Regions from separate parts of the Mus musculus genome. Here region 2 is linked to region 1. Evidence: chromatin contacts called from public HiChIP or PLAC-seq data. All regions are on one chromosome and are shown on one strand. Each heading gives the region's core, a stretch centred on a gene start, on an enhancer-like site or on the middle of the called end of the contact. The rest is flanking DNA. Distances are from core to core; before and after follow the strand shown.

Region 1 (2,818 bases), core at 69-2,568:
GGAACCCTCTGCGGTCACAAAGTCCCCACTCAGTTCCACACCCAGCTGTCTGCTCAGAGCTCGAGAACCCGAACGCCTGCAACCACACTCCAGAACTGCTGTGCTTCCTCCTGCATGGATCCTCTAGCTCTTCACAGGCCAGAAGTCGCCCTTGGCTTCCCCCTTTCTTTCCTTTACTCTCCATCTCTTCTCATTCATCCCCAAATACCAGGAGTCAACCTGGTGGCTCTCATCTCTGTCCAGTCCTCTGTCTCCCAAGTCAAAGCTGTGTCACTTTCCTTACACCATCTCCCGGCATTCCCTTAAGTCCCCAACAAACAGTCTGTCTGCTCTGAAGCCAGAGTGGTCTTTGCAAAAGACCATCTGGTTGTTCCCCTGCCTCATCCTCTGACTCTCCGGTCCAGAGAAGCTACCTTCTAGTGCACTGGTTCTCAGCCTTCCTAACGCTATGACCCTTTAATATAGTCCCTCCTTTTCTCCTGGAAGCTTCCCTTGGCCTCTGACGACGTGAAGACCCCCACAGCAGGCTCTTTGCACCTTTATGTGGGGGCACCAGTCATAGCAGCAATTCAGTGTTTGTCTTTGTAATCATCTCTCTGTGAAATTTGTAGCTGCGTAAGCCCCAAGTCCAGATAAGCCCAGAGCAGTCTTGGCACCTAGCCCGGTCCCCCCCACACTACAGCTCCTCTACAAAGCTTTGCTGCATGAATGACAGGCTCTAAAACATACTCACCTCTTTGTAGCCGAAGACAATGCGGCCATCTCGGTGTAGGGCCGCCTGGAAGGTGAAGCTGCCCCTGTCCTCCCGGTCCTGGAGGTAAACATGATCCCACTGAACCACAAAAACGGTCCCTGGGGAAGAGAACAGAGTCTTGGCTGAACAGGGAGACAGTGCAGGGGACCCAGCAGATATCGTGGTGGTCGGAGATGGGAGCCATTTGTGAGTTTGAGAAGCGGGAACTAAGCAACCCACAGACACCAGCCTGGTTTCCGAGTCATAGAGGCCCCCAAAAGATCCTGTTTCTGCTCTAGCTCTCCAAATTGCTCATCTCTTATGATGTGCACACCTCTCTCTTGCCTCTCCTGATTCCTGGAGACAAAAGGAGAACATGGAAATGCCTGTCTCCTACATGAGTGGGGGCTCATGGTTGTAAGAAGCAGAGGACACCCCCTCCCCGAAAGGTTTGGCACCCTCATCTGGCTCAACAAGGCTAGACAGCACCACCTCAGTTCCCTTCTTTCAGATGAGAAGACAGCACAGGGTAGAAGGAAAGGTGGCTGCCTGCCTGTGTGACTGTGGGCTGAGGGCTCCCAGGAAGTGGTTAGACCAGGAACACCCACCCCGGTGCTGGGTGAACTATATACTCTAAGATCTGACCTCACCATTGTCAAAGTAAGCAACCGTGGAGTTGTCAGAGTAGCCGGGGTTGAAGTTGGCCATCAGGGGTGCCACATACTGCGTAGCTGTGAGCATCCGGTGGAGCATGTCCCCCATGAAGATGAAGCCTAAGGAGAGAGAAGTTTGGAGGTATCAGAGATGGGTCAAAAAGTTACCTCTAGGGTCTCCCCCATCCCCCCACTGGCAGGGGCTAGAAAAGAGTCTGATGGCTTCAACCCCTCCCTACCCAGTGGGCTCTGTACTTGGTGAGATAGAAAAATGGCCCAGATTAGAGAATGCTTGCCCCATATCTCTGGATAGGCACAGATTACAAGCACAAGGGGTGGGAGAAGGGAGAGGAAGTGACTCCCAACCTCTCCTGTTTCAGGAAATAGGATGAAAGTAACAGGAAGTCAGAGAGGTCCTCGGATCAGGGGACCTGAGTCCTTGATCCCTCGGTCTCCGAAAAAGAGACCCCAGAGGTCCACATGCCAGCTGTTTGGGCCCAGAGTAATGAACTCATGCTCAGAGTCCCACAGGCAGGCACGCACACAGATCATCTGATTTGGGTGGGGCAATTGAGACAGTCCCTGAGTTCCTCCCTCCCTCACCCACCTATCCACCACCTGTTTTCAGTGAGTCCCTCTCTGAGTCAGGCTGAGACCTCCACGTCCTCCCCCCAACCTCATTGGTTTGTCCTTACCTCCGGTTGCTATGGTGATCTGCCGCAGAGGATGCCCATAGAAAGGGAAATCAAAGGACAAGACCACTCTCTGCAGGGACAGGAGAGAGTCCCCATGGGTGGTACTGCCTGCCAGACACAGGTCACCCTCCCTACACCAGACTTATCTGAACAATGTGGGCACCAGCATATCCAGGGGATGGCTCCTAGGATGACAGCTGGGTACCCCACTGAGCTTCCTCTGACTGAACCCGCTCCAATTACAAATCTCAGGCCATAGCCCCATGTACTCCCAGGCCGCCATTGCTGGCCTAGCCCCGAGTCCTGTTAGGCCTAGGCACTCACTGAAGCCTGTCGGTGAGAACTGGAGAGGATCCTGTGGATCTTCACATGACTCCGGTTGGCCACAGCCAGGTCCACCCACAGATCCTGGCTTTGTTTCTCACCAGGGCCGTAGACACGGGACACGTAGTAGTTATGGTTGTCCTCCTGCGGGGACAGAGACAGAGCCTAGAGGTGGCGTGAGGAGCCAGGCAAGCTGGGCACCATCCTCTGCTTCTCCCTACTCAGACTTCCCAATATCCTCCTGGCCCAGCGCACCTGACTGAATGCTTTAGGCCTGAAAGTCCCTGCAACACCCTTGGTGTCTCTCCCAAGCCATTCCTCAACAAGTCTGGCCGTTGCTCCACGTATACTCAGCCCTGTCCTGTCCAGACAAGCCAGAGTTATCCTGTAACTCTAAATGTTTCAGAGCATGA
Region 2 (2,700 bases), core at 180-2,679, 130 kb before region 1:
CACATCAAAAGAGGGCATCAGATCTCATTACAGGTGGTTGTGAGTCACAGTGTGGTTGCTGGGAATTGAACTCAGGACCTCTGGAAGAGCAGTCAGTGCTCTTAACCAAGTTGACCCATCTCTCCAGCCCAGAAATGACCTTTTTACTCAAAACTTTATTTTGGCTCCCTCAGAGACTCTAAGAGGGCTTCAGACCTTCTAGAGCTGGAGTTACAGATGACTGTGAGTTGCCTCATGGCGCTAGGGATTGGACCTGCGTTACGTGTCACAGAGAGGTGGGCAGTCTGGTGTCTGTTTTGAATGTCCAGTTTGTTCATATGCCCCACTTTAAGAAGAAGGAAAGAAACGTGAACGAAACTAACAATCTAGCTCCAAGCCAATGCCGCAGCTATCTAGAGACAGTTCACTCCCAGACAGTGAGTGGGTAGAGTTGGCACGAGCAGATTGTAAGTCCTATGCAAACCCAGTTGGTGCACAGCAAGCCATCACGTCCATGTTCACTACCACTGCTCGCACCACCATGCCCAGCTAATGCTCTCTTTGGGTGTATTTGGATGTCAGGATTTTGAGCCGAAGTGACTCCATCTTTGTTTCCTTTCTTTTGTGTTCTACGTAATTATTGCAGGTCCTCTGGAAGAGCAGCTAGTATTTGTAACCATTGAGCCATCTTTCCCCTCATAAGATACTGCTTCTTTATAGGCATTCAACGTGTGGCCTCCCTTTAGAGCCCTCTGGATATGACTTAATGGGGCTATTATTGCTCTGACACCTTCTGTCTTAGGCTTCTGCATTGTGTGTACGTGTGGGTGTATGGGGGGCTTGTTTCTGACCAGGGGCCTCAGGCCGGGCAAGCTCATCTTCATGTCCACCTGAACCCAAGCTCTCCTTTTCCTCTTGGCCTCCAGGTGCGCTACAAGGAGGAATTTGAGAAGAATAAGGGCAAAGGTTTCAGCGTGGTGGCAGACACGCCTGAGCTGCAGAGAATCAAGAAGACCCAGGACCAGATCAGCAATGTGAGACCCTGCCCTGATGCCCAGGCTACCCTCTGCCCTCCCTTCTCATCCTCTCCCTGACAACCTCAGCAAAGGCCCACGCCGCAGTGGTCAGATCAGAGGCAAGGGGGAGGGAGTTGAGGTACCCGGGAGCCTTTTCTTTGTTCTCCCTCTTTGGTGGGCACTCTGCCCAAATGGCATTTCCTCCTTAAAGAGACTGCTCTTTTAGAGGCAGACAGATAGACACACAAACACATACAGAGTGTCTAAGTCACCTTCCATTCTCTGGAGCAGACCCCGTTCCCTGGTCATGGTGGGGATGGGGTCGGAGTGCAGATTAGATGCTTGTTTTTAGCACCAGGGTCAAAGCTGGGGTTGGGGGTTGAGCCTCCTGTCTGCCTCTGGGTGCTAACACAGCAGTCATTTCCGCCCTCCCTCGACTGCCTCCCACCTCAGTTTGTTCTTCCTTCCTGTGTGAAAACCCAGCTGGCTTTGCCCACAGGCCCTACACCCCCTCCAGGCCCTTTCAGGCCCAGTCAGGGACTGGTCATTGGTGTCTGGTTGTGAGACATAGGCGTGGAGAGTGGGTGGCGGAGTGACTGTCTCTATATGGTTCTGTAGAGCAGCTGGGGTTAGGGATCATCGCTCAGTTCCACCCTTACATAGCCGCAGACCAGCAGCTTGTATGGCTCCGGGTTTGCAGGGGCCGGGTTGGGAGTATGTGGGTAGGTGCTGCTGGGCGTGACGTCACAGAACATGGGCACAAGCCTGAATGCCGAGTTATAGAACATGCCCCGTCATTGGCAACAGACTCCTTATAAATGAAGGATGAAGCAGGCCGATACGATACCCTCGTGTCTATCACAGGAAAGGGTCTACCAGTTTGCCTGTGTCATTCTGGGCTGAGGGACTAAGGATGGGGAAGACAGGATCCAGATTCAGGTGGCTCGCCTTGCACACACCCTCCAGGATCATCTCTCCCCATTCTGTCGCTGGACAAGTCTCATAGCTCACTGGTCTGCGCCGCCCCCCCCCCCCCCAAACACCCGGCACAGAAGCACCCTCTTGCAGGGTGGTTAACGCTCTGATTCTGCCCTCTGTCTTGTTTAGTGGCACACACCTGTAACTCCCAACATTTGGGAGGCTGAGGCAGGAGAGTCATGGATTCAAAGCCACTTGAGGCTGAGGCACGATCAAGAGGTTGAAGCCGTCCTGGGCTTTATAATAAAACACACGCATGCGCACACACACCCTCTTTCCCATGCACACGAAACAAAGAAAACTTCTTAAAGGAGGGAGGGCTGAAGTTTAGTGATAGAGCGTGCACAGGGCCCAGAGTCCCCTCCCTCGCACTACAAAGAGGAAGCATAAGTGACTGCTTTTTGGGGGGGTGGGGGTGGAGGGGGGACTTGGAAAGTTCATTCAGTATTTTCTCTTGTTTCATTAAAAATGCTGGGGGCAGTCCAACCAAGTGGGCTTTGCAACCCAGTTGTTGGGCTGAAGTTTAAAATGAACAGCCTGTTGAATGACTTCTCCTGAGCTGGAGGGCCTGCCTCAGAAGGCTGCAAACCCTTCTTGGCCCCCCAGGAAAGCCTGCTGCAGTTTGCCCTCTTCCAGTCTGGGCCTGGCTCACACCCTGGCGTTTCCTTTCTGCCTCAGATCACACAAAGGGTAAAAGGGTGTGCCCGGAGCGCCTCAGATCGAAAGA

What was found. HiChIP or PLAC-seq counts read pairs in DNA pulled down with a chosen protein or histone mark.
Region 2: an H3K27ac HiChIP or PLAC-seq map of microglia shows a contact between it and region 1, with 4 times the contacts expected there. The contact joins two enhancer-like sites. A contact is called at or near these places in 1 of 484 Hi-C or Micro-C datasets (conventional type 1 dendritic cells), 5 of 115 datasets of contacts at active chromatin or transcription factors (CD8 T cells, effector CD8 T cells, embryonic stem cells and 2 more) and 3 of 9 other capture datasets (adipose tissue, liver and pancreatic islet).

Annotation. Positions count from the first base shown.
Region 1 is chr11:97,954,018-97,956,835 of GRCm38.p6, forward strand. It overlaps Plxdc1 (plexin domain containing 1), which reads right to left. Exons shown (of 14, transcript NM_028199.3): 3 at 2,406-2,549; 4 at 2,082-2,151; 5 at 1,384-1,506; 6 at 734-852. Among named protein-coding and RNA genes, the nearest start is that of Plxdc1, 31 kb to the right of the region's middle. Within about 2 kb of position 1,319, at least 54 of the 459 cell types and tissues checked have an H3K27ac peak or open chromatin away from gene starts, as enhancers often do. A contact at or near this core is called in CD8 T cells and microglia, where this site is marked.
Region 2 is chr11:97,823,937-97,826,636 of GRCm38.p6, forward strand. It overlaps Lasp1 (LIM and SH3 protein 1), which reads left to right. Exons shown (of 7, transcript NM_010688.5): 4 at 906-1,013. Among named protein-coding and RNA genes, the nearest start is that of B230217C12Rik, 16 kb to the right of the region's middle. Within about 2 kb of position 1,430, at least 119 of the 459 cell types and tissues checked have an H3K27ac peak or open chromatin away from gene starts, as enhancers often do. A contact at or near this core is called in CD8 T cells and microglia, where this site is marked.